2 separate regions of the Danio rerio genome follow, and region 2 is linked to region 1. A link is a contact called in public Hi-C data. All regions are on one chromosome and are shown on one strand. Each heading gives the region's core, a stretch centred on a gene start, on an enhancer-like site or on the middle of the called end of the contact. The rest is flanking DNA. Distances are from core to core; before and after follow the strand shown. Region 1 holds the start of kirrel1a (kirre like nephrin family adhesion molecule 1a). Region 2 holds the start of dock11 (dedicator of cytokinesis 11).

Region 1 (7,947 bases), core at 4,049-6,548:
TACAAACTCTTCGGATTGATCGGTATTGAGTACAACTCCAATTAAAACATATAGAGGATCACTTTCGCATGTCGAGATGTTCATGATATGAGTGTGTGCTGGGGCTATGGGCGCTCACGGGCACACGCAAAGCTTGAAGGTAAACAAACAACGGATTATCATAAACATTTTATCGATGATTATTTACACAGTTAGCATTAAGAAGGAACATAGAAACGTTATCTGACTAACATCTAGCAGTTAAAGGTGTGTGGAAAAATATTCAAAGGCTTTATTCTCATAAACCGCGCGCAAGTGAATGCGTCTGACAGTTCTGATTGGCTAAAGCAGGTGTTTCACGTCAGTACGTTCTAGACGTGCAAGCGCTCTTTCCGCCAATCTTCCTTCTGCATTCACACAGCGCAGCATTCCGGCAAATTACCGGTAATGTTACAACTTCTCTTTCTGGAAAATAGCCAGAACGAATTTACCGGTATTTTCAAAAAGGACCTGTTCACACATACAACCTTTCCGGAAAATTGCCGGTAATTTTCCGGAAAGGTCTGTATGTGTGAAAGGGGCTAATGTCTGGTGTATTAAGGAGGAGTGTGTCCTACAGATGGTTGTTAAGCCAGCTCACCTGCGTGGAGCACATTCATGCATCATTGCCGTTATGTGATGCATTGAGTGTATGCTTTACTAAAAAGATGGGTCTTTAATCTAGTTTTGAACTGAGAGAGTGTGTCTGAGCCTAGGACATTATCAGGAAGGCTATAAAGGAGCCATAAATGAGAAGGCTCGACCTCCTTTACTAGACTTTGCTATTCTAGGTAGTACCAGAAGCCATGAGATTTGAGATCTTAAAGTGCAGGTTTAATTGTAGCGAGACAGAAGGTTGGTTAGATAAACAGGAGCTAGATTACACAGGAGTTAGTTAACTGCTTTAACATTATGTTCCTGTAATTAAATTGTTTGCATGACTGGTCGTTCTGTTGACTTTTGAATACACTGTAAAAAGCGATTAGCTGACTTTCAAAAAAAAAAGTGAGTAAACCCTTTGCCTTAAAAGCAATAAGATGATTTTACTTAAAAACAACGAATTAATCTTTATAATTATGCACATAGTCTGTTACTTAATAGTAGGGATGTACCGATATCACTTCTTTACAAACCGATAGGAGTATTTTAATTTGTGTACTTGCCGATACCATTCCCAGTGTTGGGTTGGGGCTGGAAGGGCATCCACTGCATAAAACATATGCAGGATAAGTTGGCGGTTCATTCCGCTGTGGTGACCTCAGATTAATAAAGGGACTTAAATTACTAGAGGCAGTTTTTAATTAAAAACTGAAATAGATTTTTTTTTTTTTTAAATATATGCTAAAAAAATATGCGTATAAATATTTTTTTTTCATATTACTTTATTCTACATCTTTAGGAAATGTTTTGGTGCCACTGTTAAGTTAAACCAGAAATAAATAGTGCTTAAAATGTCACTAAGATCTAGTGTTTAAACTGTAAATACTTGACTTTATAGTTAAATAGATAATGAGGTGAAAACTGCAAAAAGGTCCACTTTCATCAGACTGGCTACAGGCCTGTAAAGGGAAATGCTGAACAAACAGAATATCATTCGACCGCCATGTTGGCTCAGAGCTGCTCTATAGTTGCGCTTCGAGCTCCCCCTACTGGCGGCACACGGAGTTCCAAAATGGCTTCCGCGTGGTCCTGATGCTGCTGGATGCTGAACCAGTGAAGTGCGTCTCTAAAGCGGCTCTGGTCGATTTTTATTGGCTCGGTCTCTGTGGCGCAATGGAATAGCGCGCTGGACTTCTAATCCAGAGGCTCCGGGTTCGAGTCCCGGCAGAGATGCAGCGCAGCTCTCGGAAATGGAGCATCTTCATTGCTTTTATTATGCTATCGAAAGATGTGATGATGATGAGTGTAATGGCATGAAGAAAATCAGCAACTGTATGTGTTTATCAGGGGGATGCAGAACAATAATACAAAACACTGAAAACACTGAGATAAAGTAGAATATAATATGTATGTTATTTTGGAAAAACAATTCAGTGTCCGAATGTTCATTTTTATAATAATTATTTATTATTTGAGCTATGGAAAAATAAATAAACGAAGTAACGATTTTAAAATTCTGTTTTATTAGGTATGTGTTTGAATAAAATGTTAAAATGGACCAAAAAAAAAGATAATTGGTTAAAATAAAAATAAAAATCAAGGTAATTGCAACAAACATTGCTTTTTTGACAGTCAATTTGTTTAATTTTGATGCAGCAGAAATGTCATAACATTGTTGTTTAGTCAATGTTACATACAACTTAAAGTGACATTTAAAGGCTAAATTAGGTTTACTAAGTTTAAAAGACCCAAACATATAACCCAACTATAGGTTTTTAAAGCACCTTCCAAACTCTCTGTTATTTTAAGTGCATTGGGTTATACAATTTAGTTTATTATTAGTTATATATTATTACTTAGATATTTGATTATTTTGATCAAATTTAAATGTTATTTTTTTTCATTCTGGTATTACTATTGTTACTATTTCTACTAATAATTTGATAATTAAAGCTGTGTAAATATTTTACATAGAGTTCAAAAATATTGAAAATGCTTAAATATAGATCAGCTATGAAGTGCGCATTTGTATATCATCAACAATTGAGAGTGCTGGTGAAACAGATATAAAACACACGACATGGAGAGGTTATTTGATAAAAAAACAACAACATTATTGCATTAGAGCTTACATAAACTGTATTGCACAAAAACAACATTACAAACGCATAAAAATACAGCTGTTCTGTGTCAGTTAAATCATTTGACTGTTGAAACTAAATTTTTAACCCAACTGGTTGAGTTATTAAACAAATAACCCAACAAAGCACCAAGTATTTAACCCAGCTAGTTGAATTATTATTAAATAATCAAATAAAGGTAAAAAAATAACCCAACAAAGCACCCATTATTTTAAACTTAATAATTAGCCTATTTTTAAATAAATAATTCAACGTTTTTTTAGAGTGCATCGACTAATTAAATTTAGTTACCATAGTATTTGGTTTTAAAGTGATCATCAACACTCAAAAATCTATTTTTGCTGCTTGTTCAAACAACTTATCTAAAATGAGCTGAATCAACAAGATTATAGATTTTTTTAGGGTGGGGCAACTTGATTGATTTATGTTTAATCCACTTCAATTTGTAAAAACAATTGAGTTAAGTTAATCAGTTTGTGTTGGGACAACATGAAGCAATTGTGTGAAACTGCATTTTTTTTTAAAAGTGAACCAAATTTTGGTCGCTAGTTCAAATTCGGTTCGCCTGTTCGAATCTTGTCCGACAGATGGCACAATTCACAAACATATGCAGGCACTCCCTCAGCATATGCATGTGTATCAGAAAACGTCTAAAAGTGATCATTACAGTAGAGTTTCATACTGTATTTGACAGAAGCACCATCTAAAATGTTATTTCTTTTCCATCGCATCTATTGTGAAATTTAAATTGATCACTGCGTTTTCATCTTTACTGATATACAGTATTTACAGTAGCCTTCATTAGCTGCGGGTAGCTAAGCTGTGTCAACATTGTGCCATTCTTCAAGTCTTTACTCCTTACATTAGGAAGGGCTGAAGGTGAAGGTAAACTGAAGAATGTGAGTGCAGTGTTTGCGACGCGCATGAGGAGGTTTAGCTCGCAGCCGCGGGTCTCTGCTCTGCTCTTTGTCGCTGTGAGCTCTTGAGAGAGGGAGGGCAAATGAACCGGGTGGGTAAAAGGAAACACTGACGGGCAGAGCGAGTCAGTTCCGAGAGTCGATTCCTTCGAGCGTTTATTTCAAAGAGCTGGTTCGAAAACAGTTAGGCGAATAACCTATTTTATTGCGTATAGATTTTGGTCAGATTTTATATTCAGTCTTCCCATTTCTTTCAAATATATTTTCTTTAGGATGTTCGAAATTCAAAATAAAATTTGGGAAAAGTAGCCTAAATTAAGCCTTTACATACAGTAAATATTTTTTTTTTTTTTTACCCAAATTTTATGTTCATAAAGTGCATCTGGAAAGCAGTTATAGCACTTTACCTTTTCCACATATTTTATGTTACAGCCTTTTTTCAAAATGGATTAAATTAATTTATTTCCTCAGCATTCTACACACAATACCCCAAAACGACAATGTGAAAAAAAGTTGAACCTGTGTATTTACAGCCATTGCCGTGAAGCTCTAAGTTGAGCTCTGGTACATTCTGTTTCCACTGATCATTCTTGAAATGTTTCAGCAGCTTAATTGGAGTTCACCTGTGGTAAATTCAGCTGATTGGACATGATTTAAAAAGGCACACACCTGTCTATATATTGTGTAAGAATTCATAGGCCTAACTATTTTTTGTGTTATCTTATTTTCAAAAGAACAGGTTCTATATGAAGACGTTCATAAATCTAACATATTACTCATGGATATTACTAAGAACACTGAAAATAAGTATAATAAAACATATATCTTTTAGTAATTATGGTGAAATCAATCATTTATATTTGTTTTATGAGTCAGGAATCTCCAAACTTATTTTCTATGATATTGTATAAAATAGGCTAAATAGTTTTTTTTTAAATATATTTATTAAACATTAAGTTTTTTAAAGAAATCACAGATAGGCTACAAAAATGGACAAACTATAGCTACAGAAGACTTTTGGCTACTTTTAAAACAGACCTATGGGAATAGAGACTCTAAAATAGAATAGTCAAAACAAATTATTTGAAACGTATTCTTATTTGTTCATTTAGTTTTAATAATCCTCTGTACTTTTTCCTCTGCTTTTTAAAAACTTTTTTATTTCCATTTGCTGCTTTTATGATTCTAATCCATTTTGTAAATTATCTTTATTTAAATGTTTAATTTTTAGGGGAACTTTCTAATTTTATGTTTAAATAAACAAAAAAAGAATGCGATTGGCCTACCTTCTTCATAATAGACTAAACAGTCATAAAACAACGACGTTATAAATGAACGCGAACTTTTCCTGCGAGTCAGCGAGCTGTTGTTGTTTCGAAAACTTCAGAGCAGATTCAATCCCGCTCGTAAACGAGTCGGTTCTTCAGAATCAATTATACACGATTCAGTTTAAGAGAACGACTCGTTGGTGAATTGTACATCACTGAAAAGAAACAGAAAGGGAGGGAGGAGAGAGCAAGCGAGAGAGAGAGAGAGAGAGAGAGAGAGAGAGAGAGAGAGAGAGAGAGAGAGAGAGATGAACAAGGAATGTGCCACTAAAAAGAAACCGGAGCGTCGCTGAGGACGCAAGAGAGGAGGGCAGAAGAGGGAACGGCTGAAGAAAAAAGCCACCAGAAATGCGTTAAAAAGTAGCAAAGGCGGGAGAACAGGGGCAGCGCACGGCCAACACGTGAATGGAAGGATTATAATCCATCGTTTGGAGGGATTTGACGCTCCCCATGCGGAGACTTGAACCATGCAGGGTCTGCTGCTGCTTCTGAGTTTGGCGTTGAGTTTTCACAGAGGTAAGAGACTCGCTCGGCTTCATGAAGTTGTGTTTGTGTGAGCATTTCTTTTTTTATTGGACACAAAGCAGAAGGAGGAGAGTTTATAGCGGTTGCCCGGTCATAAAGGTGCAACGTGACCTTTGAGTTAGCAGTGCTGCCTGCCTGTACACCGCCGCTCGTCCCCTTCATAACCAAATGATGCCCCTGAGAAACTCTGCCAGTGCGGAAAACTGAGGAGCAGCGATCCCTGCCGTCAAACATGCTCTCGTCATGAGAATACAAATTAGTCGAGGGGTTTGAGGAGGGAAAGGACACGCGCACATGCACACGCATGCAGGGGTTTCACGCCAGACTCCCGCATAAAGAAACGCACCACTTTGTTTAACTCCTCTCAGGGTCGCTCAGGTAAATTCAGCACCTGAATCATCTGAATCTTCAATGCACATGCCGATTCATGTTTTGCATTGTGCATATCCAGGTGCGCCTGTAATAATGCATCCAGCGAGTTGCTAGGCGACAGCAGAGAGCTCTCTACCTGTTAGATTACAGCATCTTTTTCCCCGTGATCGCGCCTATGCGGACACCCTCCCCATTGTCTACTGTCACACACTGTGCATGTGTGTATGTGAGAGAGCAGGTACAGACCACTCCATCATAAGGTAAAGGGGCGTGTTTTTGTCCCGGGAAGGTGTATGATGTAACCCCTTTCTCATAAGATCCAGAATCAAAGCAGAAACATGCATATTCATCGAGATGTACCTTTCGAAACAGGTGACTCTTGATGGCTGCTTTGAATGACACTGTATGAAAAGATCTTGGGGAGATAATTATGGGCATCCAGACAGACATGGCTTTGTTCAGCATTACGTAGTATTTATAGCACAGAAACACAGATTGAATGAAATGCACAGGTAGCAAGATTCAATTAATGCACAGAAAGGTAAACACAGCCAAAAATGTTGTTCTCAATCTTCATTTCGATGCTGAGTGTTATTTTATTTGATTATATTTTCATTTTTTAAAGGAGTAAATGATGACCGCATTGGTTTTGTTGGAACAATTGTACAGTAATGCACATGCACTGATGTCATTTGCAATGATTTATTGCTGTTATGTCTTAAGGTGGAACGTATTAAGGTATCAGCGCTGAGAGAACGATGATACACTCAGGTTAGATGCCAACATGACACAGCCCTTCACATACCTCTTTCATTACCGGAACGACTTTTATAAGGTCAGCAGAGGCGGTTGCAATGACCTTAAAACAATGCCGACGTTGTCCTCCTAATAACTGTTCAATGTTGCTGTATGCGGTGTGCTAATATAGGTCAGCCTTAAACACACATGAAGCATAGCAAACAGCAAGCAGGTACTGTTGTAGCGTATTCTACTGTAACGGACGTTCCTTGTTGTCATCATGTTGGAAAAAGCTACATAATCCTTTTGTTTGCACTTGATGCAATTTCGTATGCATTAAAAAATTGCAGATCAGACTGGCCAGATGATGTTCAGAAGAACTTGTCCTGTATTCTTACCCTTCTCTTGTATATTTTTGGGGTTTTGTTTTTGATGACATTCTTGTGTAACGAAGAGGCCTTTCATTTTACAGTGACAAACTGTTTTAATGTGAGTTTAAGCATCCGGCTCACTTCATCATAGCAGCCAGGAGTCATTCAGAAGCAATGCATCTAATAAAACCTGCAGTCGTCCCATGAATCACAGGAACACTGGTGTACAGGCATGTCCTTTCGTTTAGCCCTGTATAAACAAAGAGCTCTGTTTAACTTAAAATCATGTTACTCTAGGACTTAAAGCTTGATTCGTAATACAGGATTTGTACTCGTTTTATTTTTGATATGCAACCCAGTATCACAACAGCGCAGTGATTGTGTGCATTTATGCAATGTCAGCATGAATTCCCATTTCACCAGTACTTTTTATGTATAAAAATTGCTCTAAAGCTCAGTTTAAAGAGTTTTTGTGAAGTAAAACATTAATTTTATTTATTTGTTACTCACAATTACATTTTTAGAGCTGGAATGAATATGCAGAACTAGGTATACAGGGATATGTACAACATAATCCATTTTTTAATGAATTTTGACTGTTTATTCATTTACATGGGAACAGCATTTTGGAGCAAGTTTAAGGCCCTTATTCTTCAAAAAACATTGTTTTTGTCCTTCGTTTGAAGGTAAAAAGAAGTTAGAAAAGGCTGAGTGATGGTATACTGCGAGTAGGCCTGTCAAAATAATCAATATAAAGTATCAACTTATGGCACAACACATGGACATGACCTCGATCATTTTTGGTGATGCATTATATCGTCTATACATAAACCAATTCTAGCAACATTTGAGCTGATTGTTGGTTAAAAAAACACTGTACACCAAAAAATTACTAAAGTATTTTTTCATGTGGGTGCCTGACGAATAAAAAAAGATC
Region 2 (7,947 bases), core at 2,912-5,411, 190 kb before region 1:
CACACACACACATACACATAAATGGTTTTGATATTAAATGTTCAAGCCCATGTGGAATCTGCATGTATTTTTCTTATGAGATTCTGTGGAATGGATTTAACTCTGGTCAGATGTGTTAAATGGACAGCAGAGATTGAGATTATCAAATGAAGCGCAAATTCTGTGGTAATCTGACATTTTATTTCTCAGAATTCTGCAAAATCACAGATTCTATGGAAGCAGATAGTTATATGAATGAATGTAAGGATGTAATCTGATAACAGTTGTTTTTGCTGAAATACTTTGTTATTCTAACTGAGTGTGGATATTCACAAAATGATGAAAACTTAAATGTAGAGTTTTTACAAATTGCAATAAACAACATGTACTCATTAAGGCATGACGCTATAGGCAAAAATACTGTTGTTTTTTTTGCACCTCTCTTGTGTGCGGTTTTGGGAATTTCATTTTAATTTAATATTATTTTATAATATATTCATAATAATATTTTTCAGTATAATTTAATGAATTATAGATTCATTAATTATAGCTCCCCAGCTCAGTCAATAAATAAATTAATAAATGTATAAAATAATTAAACATAACTTCATCCAATGTTAAGCCGTTTCTGCTAGAAATGTATGTTTACGAATGCATACAGTATAAATGAATTTAGTTAATACTGTAGTACAGTATTAATCATTTGCATATCACTGTCCCACCACTAGGACAAATAAGTATACATCACTTTTTTGCAATTAAATTAATAAATAAAAATATCTAAATATCTATCTAATAAATAAATAAATCTAATAATGACAAACTAATGTATATAACACTTCCGAATAGATATTTTGCTGCAGTTTTTTTATGTAGGAAGAGCAATAGCACAAAGCACATTTAATGTCGCCTTACAACCTGTGGGACCATTTACGGTTATATTTTTAAATCGAAATATTGTTGTCTAAACATAAAACAATCATAACACATTATGTATCCTTTGAAAGCCTAAAGTGTTCAGTTTCTATATCTAGTAACTGATTTGCGATATATATTAATGACCAACAGTTATTTATTAATGTGCAACAAGAATACTCCTTTCAGAGTCCTAAAGCATTACTTTGCTACAGCAATCCGCATATGAAATATTGTTTAGATATTTTCTAGAGGCTAAATTCAAATTAAAACTTCCTGTACTACTAAGTTTTACGTTTATTTTACAATCACCATCAAAAGTATTAGAAAATACAGTTCACGTTCCTCAAAACATAGGGGGCGCCCTTCTATGGTCATCAATGGAAACAGAATGTCATTTGGTGGCCATGTTTAGTACTGGGGCCAAACAAAATCTCACCGAAGGCTCTTAAAGGGTTGAAAAGGTTGAAAACCCCTGCTTTACTGCACTGTTATTATTAACAGCTTAATAATTCAATCAAATATCTCAATAACATTCAAAAGTTAAAAAATCTAAATAATTTGTCATAAATCAAACAAATACTTTAGCCAGTCTAAATAAACTGAAATGAAAGCAAACACAGAGCAACAAATACAGATAAGCTATTTAGTGAAATAGGACCGTTGTGATTATTTTTCTTAATTTGTTTTGTTTTTCCTCTTGCTGTAGGATTGGAGTATCTTGTGGTGGGACACGAGGATGTGAGAAAAGGTCGCCCTGTTGTTAACATGAAGAGCATAGTGAAGCCATGGAGAGCCAGCTTGAGTCGGAAAGTCCATCAGCTGCTGAAAACCAAATGTAGCTGAAAGACGCAGTGAGATGTTCAAAACAAATGCACACGCCAACTTAGACTTTATTTAACTGTGATCGTTCTTCATCATCTGAATCAAACTAATGCTTTAGGTGTAAACCCAGCCGTTCTGGTGTATCTGCTAGCTGTCAGGTCCATACTAGCACTGTACAGAATGTACTGTATAATATAAATGTATGTATGTGTGTATATATGAATATAAGATAATAATGTGTAGTTTTTTTTATTTCTTTAACTAACCTTGTATATAGCATGCTTTTTGTACAGAAGAAAAATATAATGCATACATGCTATCGGATTGTCCCTTGGCTGCTTTTTTATAATGTTATAATATATTTTTTTTTCTTAAAATTGATTTAATTAAAGGGAGAGATCACCCCAAAAATTAAAATCGACATAATTTACTCATCTTTTACTTGCTCAAGTTCAAAGTGAAATAGCTCTAAAAAGATTGAAGGTTTCTACAAAATATCTTCTTTTGTGTTTAATGGAAGAAAAGTAAATAAATTGGGAACCACTTGAGGGTGAGTAAATGGTGAGTAAAAGTTCATTTTAGGGTAAACTATTGCTTTAATGTTTAATGTTATACCTATTGTGGCCACAAGGTGTCAGCATATGATCATATTTATGGTTATGATGAATAATATTCACAAATAGATAATTTTGTAAATATGATTTGCTGCTGAAAGATGTAGTAGGACACCCCCCAACCCCAATAAAAAAATAAAATATAAATAAAATAAACACTTGATTAAGATTAGTGTATTAGTGTAAATCACAACATAATAGTGTAAATCAAACAATTCATGGACATTGGATTAATTAATAATTACAATCATCAAATAATGCAAAAAGATAAATAAATTTGACTATAACAAAGAGAAAGGTTAATTAAAAATATATTGAATTTAATTAAATGTGTTAAAATAAATTTGGAAATAAACTGTTATTATGAGTAAAAAAATAATGTAACATTCATTCATTCATTTTATTTTCAGCTTAGTCCCTTTATTAATCAGGGGTTGCCACAGCGGAATGAACCGCAAACTTATCTAGCATATGTTTTACACAGCGGCTGCCCTTCCAGCTGCAACCCATCACTGGGAAACACCCATACACTCTCATTTACACTCGTATACTACAGACAATATAGCTTACCAAATTCACCTATAGCACATGTCTTTGGACTGTGGGGGAAGCCGGAGCACCTGGAGGAAACCCGCGTGAACTCAGGGAGAACATGCAAACTCCACACAGAAATGCCAACTGACCCAGCCAAGACTCGAACCAGCAAGCTTCTTGCTGTGAGGCTACACACTGCACTGCATATTGTAACATAATAGTAACTAAATTTCAAAATAACATCAATTAAAAATATTCAATTACTATGGAGTGGCTGTAATTAGAGAGTTGGACTTGCAATCCAAAGGTTCGGGTTCAAGTCCCGGCACTGTAGGTGTTGACTGAATATCCAGCTCTCACCTATATATCACCAGCATCTATACTACGGCTGAGGTGATTCCCTTGAGCAAGACACTGAATTCACATCAGCTGCTCCAAGTGTGTGTTCACAGGTGTGAGTTGCTTTGATGAAAGCTTGCTTAATTCTTAAATGTAAATATATATATATATATATATATATATATATATATATATATATATATATATATATATATATATATATATATATATATATATATATAAACAAATCAAATTTTTTTTAAACAAACCAAGATTATTGGCCCTAGTATTTTGTCCATTGTAAATAGGAGTCTTGTTTCTGGTGTGGTGCATTTTCAAACATGCTGTAGTGCAACCTCTGAAAAAGCCAAATTTGGAAAAATCTGTGCTGTCCATTTTTAGACCCATTTCTAAACTACCCTTTTTATCTAAGATTTTGGAGAACTGTTTTATCACAATTGCAAAGCTTTCTGGAGCTTAACAGTATTTATGAAGTTTTTCAATCAGGTTTTAAGTTATATCATAGTATGCGTGATGAATGACATTTTGTTATGTAGGGACTCGGGCACTCTAATCCTTATGCTTCTCGAGTCTCATTTGTAGTACCTTTGGATTTAAGTGGCTGCAAATGAGACCACAACACACTCTTCACTATAAACTTTTCACATAATTTAAGATAATTATATACATATGTATTAAAAAATGTATATATCCTAACTTTTTCCTAAATCAAAGTGCACAAATCTTAAACATTTTCAATGATTAACCCTAAAGCAGGGATTTTTGGATATCAGGCAACCACAAGTGGGCGGGGCTAGCGCTTGGTCCATGAGGCCCCGCCCCACACGCCTGCATCCGCACCTCTGTCAGCCGCGCAGATTGGCGTGCCGCGATGTTGCTTTCTGTAATGAGGACGCTGATGGAATTACGGTCAAACTAACGAGGGAATAAAACATGTCCGAAGTACGAAAATTCACGAAGAGGTTAAGCAAACCTGGGACGGCAGCAGAGCTCAGACAAAGTGTGTCCGAGGCGGTGAGGACGTCCATTGCTGTGGTTAGTAACTCTCTCTCTCTCTCTCTCTCTCTCTCTCTCTCTCTCTCTCTCTCTCTCTCTCTCTCTCTCTCTCTCTCTCTCTAAGGCTGTGTCTCAACATGTAGTGAGATGCCTATCTAGGGGTCATTTTTGACATCACATTCGGATGTATGCTGTCTAGGAAGGCAGCTCACTAGATTTGAAAGCACTGCTCGTTTATGACCTCGTATATGAATAAAAGTCTGTCATGTATTACTTAATAATTTTCCCCCCTTTATCTAAACGGCGTTTGTAATTCTTATTAAAACACGTGCCAGACTGCTGAGGCATAACGTCTAGTGCCTTCAGGCAATTACACCAGCACAGCTTCAACATCTGTCTTACACATCGCATAGTCAGCTGTAGAAACCTCGTGCATTTAAATACTGAAATAAGCATTGGTTATGATATAAAATAAGGGTTTGCATCAAAGAAAAGCTGCCATTCAGGTGGTCCTGGCTTTCCTAATAGGCAAAGACATTGTATTGTAGCCTCTTCTGGAACCACATGGAGCATCCTTATGCCTTTGTGTAAAAAAAGCATGTGCTCATGCACCAGTCCATGATTGAGCAAAGCACATGCTTTTTGTCCCTGCTGAACCACTGAAAATGAATAAGCTGGAGAGCAGAAATGTGACATTGATGTTTTTGAGAAGGATTTAGATTGAATTTAACTGGGAAAGGAGGCAATTTTCACAATTCTGAGATTTTCTATGAGTGTTATGAGTAAAAGCCTACAGCATAATGCTGTGATTGCCATTTTGATTGTGGTTTCCAGGGTGACAGACAACAAATGGCACTCTATGGTGATTGCAGAGCCTCTGTGTTTCCCTTGAGAATAGCCCCAGGCTGCTCAGCTACGCTTCCTGTGTCCTCTGCATGTGCTAAATGAAGTATTTGTCTCATATTTCCCTTTTCTGTACCCCTTTTGCATGCTGCGTTTGCACAGATATGAACAAAATCATGACACAAGTGTGCAGCTTTATTACTGGCTCTCAGTGTTTCACTTGAAGACCCATCAAAGTTGATTAACGAGCACGGTTTTGTTTCCTGTATTGACTTTTTCTCACAGGAAGCTTTGCTCGGATATATCAAAGGCCTTGCCACTTATTTATATTTTAAGAAGCCAGTATGTTTTAAGTCATACAATTGCTGCTTGCTGGTTATTAGGTGGCATTGGGGGAGGGGCGTTATAATTAAAGATGAAATATGATTGGATGACAATTTGTGTAGTGCAGGATGAGTCATCAAAATATTTTGCTTGCTTGGCATGTCCACATGCTTTTTAAAATGTGTATATTTTTTAAGAGGCTATTCACACGGCATCATTTTACTTTTAAGATAAAATTATAAAGCTTTTTTTCTGCATTTTGGCTGTTCTTTAAGGATTAGTTTTTATCAATAAATGTAAATTCTGTTATAGGCATGGGACGATAACCTGTTTCAAGGTTTACCGCGGTTTAGAAAAGTCAAGGTTTTAATACCCCTAAAATGTTCTGTTATACCGTTCCTTAGGTATATAAAGTTCTCTTTAATGTATTTTTTATGTGTTGTAAAGAAATCTGAACTAATGAGGACATCAGAAGTCAATGATTTATTTAAACTATTGAGCCTGACATGTTGTACAGTTGGCGGTTCACTTCCGTTATTTGTTACGATTGGATTCATACCAGAAGTGAACCGTACCAGAGTTTGAGTAAACCAAACCGTTCACGAATGCTCCCCCGAGTTCTGAAAACACGTCGACACAAGCTGAACGTACCGTACTCTGATGTCAAACGAACGCAGGTCTTGACCAAAAGTGCTAGTGTGAAAGCACCCTTAAAACCACAAAGATCAGCTGATCTGTTTATAAGCTGACAGACAAGTGATCTGCTGGTGAATTGACTGATCTTCATGGCTTTATAAACAGATCAGCTGATCTTCATTGCTTTAAAACACTCCAGTGTCTCTGTATTTGTGGTTACACTCAGTAAAGAGCGGTGAGTGTGGTGAACTGATGACCTTCACGACCAATCACAGTCATTTCTGTTGAGCACGTGAACACAATGGCAAATCAATTTTGAATTATTGGATTATTTATACAGTCACGATTTTTGCAGTGTTGTTTTACATTTGATTACTCAAGTTCTGTATCTGAATACTATTTGACGGCCCTGAAAACCATAAAACACGGTTTATTTCACTTTTATCTTAGCTTTTTTTGTATTTGCTTGTAATTTGTTTATTAAATTTTATGCACGATTCACTTCCCTACAGAATCATCCCAATCATTCTAAATGAGTAAATTCTTCCCAAATAGCAGTTTTCAAATCACACACACATATATATATATATATATATATATATATATATATATATATATATATATATATATATATATATATATATATGTCAAATCGTGCAGCTCTACTCAGCTCATAGACAGCGACGGTTGGTCACAAGTTGTTCAAAGACAAAGTCCAAAAAAGGAGCCAAAAGCATTTCAGGTGACTTCAGTGGTTAAACTGTAATCACACAAAAGCTCCAAAAACACTTGTGTGCCACAAAAAAAGGAAAAACTTCTTTGACCAGGGTTTTATCTTCCTTATTAGGTGATCAGGATGAATGTTAACTACTGACATCTGTACAAAATATAATCAGGGTAAAGAAAGAAAATTAGCCGTAAACTAATTAAAAATAGTCTTCTGTTGATGCAAAGTCAGGTTGACACGGTGTCACAGTGGTTAGCACTGTCACTTCACAACTAGAAGGTTGCGTGTTTGGATCCTGTTGGCATTTTTGTGTGCATGTTCTCCCTGTGTTCGCTTGGGTTTCGATTCGGTACAGGTGAACTGAATAATCTAAATTGGCCGTAGTGTATGGGTGTTTCCCAGTACTGGGTTGCAGCTGGAAGGGCATCCGCTGTGTAAAACAAATGCTGGATAAGTTGGCTGTTGATTCCGCTGTGGCAACTCCTGATGAATAAAGTGATTTAAGTCAAAGGAAAATGAATGAATGAATGTTGCAGAGTGTTGTTTTATTAAACTAGAGCTGTGCTCACTGCATTAACTCATTAACTCAACGTACAATCAATACATCAACCAGTTAAACAAAAATTGCCAACAGTTATTAAAATGTCATTCAAATATGACCCAATTTAATATGTTATGTTATATTATAATGTAATGTTAATGTTAGGGTCAAACTATGAACTTAACACAAACTATCTATAGACGAATCAAAAATTTCTTTGCACATTATTTTATTATATCTAAAAAATGCTTTTGTGAATGTGTGTTTAAATTTTAAAGTTTAAATATTTTGGGGGCCTAAAATTGAAATGTTTGAAAGCTAGTTTTGATGTGCAATGTAATGGAAATTATCCGTCTATCGTTGCTGTGCAAACATCCAAAACACCAATTTGTAAAATAATAATAATAATTCCTTACATTTAAATAGTACTTTTCTAGACACTGAAAGCGCTTTCCACAATGCAGGGGGATCCCCTCATCCACCACCAGTGTGCAGCATCCACCTGGATGATCTGACGGCAGCCTTATTGCGCCAGACCTCACACCACACACCACACACCAGCTGATTGGTGGATAGGAGACAGAGTGATGAAGCCAATTATGACATGGGGAGGATTAGGCCAGTGAGAAATTTGGCCTGGATACTGGGGTTAA

Evidence for each region. Hi-C and Micro-C count contacts between places; a contact is called where the count stands out from the background.
Region 2: a contact with region 1 is called in a Hi-C map of hematopoietic stem cells, with 5 times the contacts expected there. The contact joins the promoter of dock11 here to the promoter of kirrel1a in region 1. A contact is called at or near these places in 5 of 18 Hi-C or Micro-C datasets (caudal fin, embryo, hematopoietic stem cells and 1 more) and 2 of 4 datasets of contacts at active chromatin or transcription factors (caudal fin and embryo).

The regions. Positions count from the first base shown.
Region 1 is chr7:19,136,392-19,144,338 of GRCz12tu, reverse strand. It overlaps kirrel1a (kirre like nephrin family adhesion molecule 1a), which reads left to right and starts at 5,298. Exons shown (of 15, transcript NM_212868.2): 1 at 5,298-5,520. The coding sequence starts at 5,472. trnar-ucu (transfer RNA arginine (anticodon UCU)) reads left to right here and starts at 1,778; the gene lies at 1,778-1,851.
Region 2 is chr7:19,320,642-19,328,588 of GRCz12tu, reverse strand. It overlaps dock11 (dedicator of cytokinesis 11), which reads left to right and starts at 4,161. Exons shown (of 53, transcript NM_001202493.1): 1 at 4,161-4,262. The coding sequence starts at 4,161. It overlaps ntn4 (netrin 4), which reads left to right. Exons shown (of 10, transcript NM_001430983.1): 10 at 1,604-1,939. The coding sequence ends at 1,740.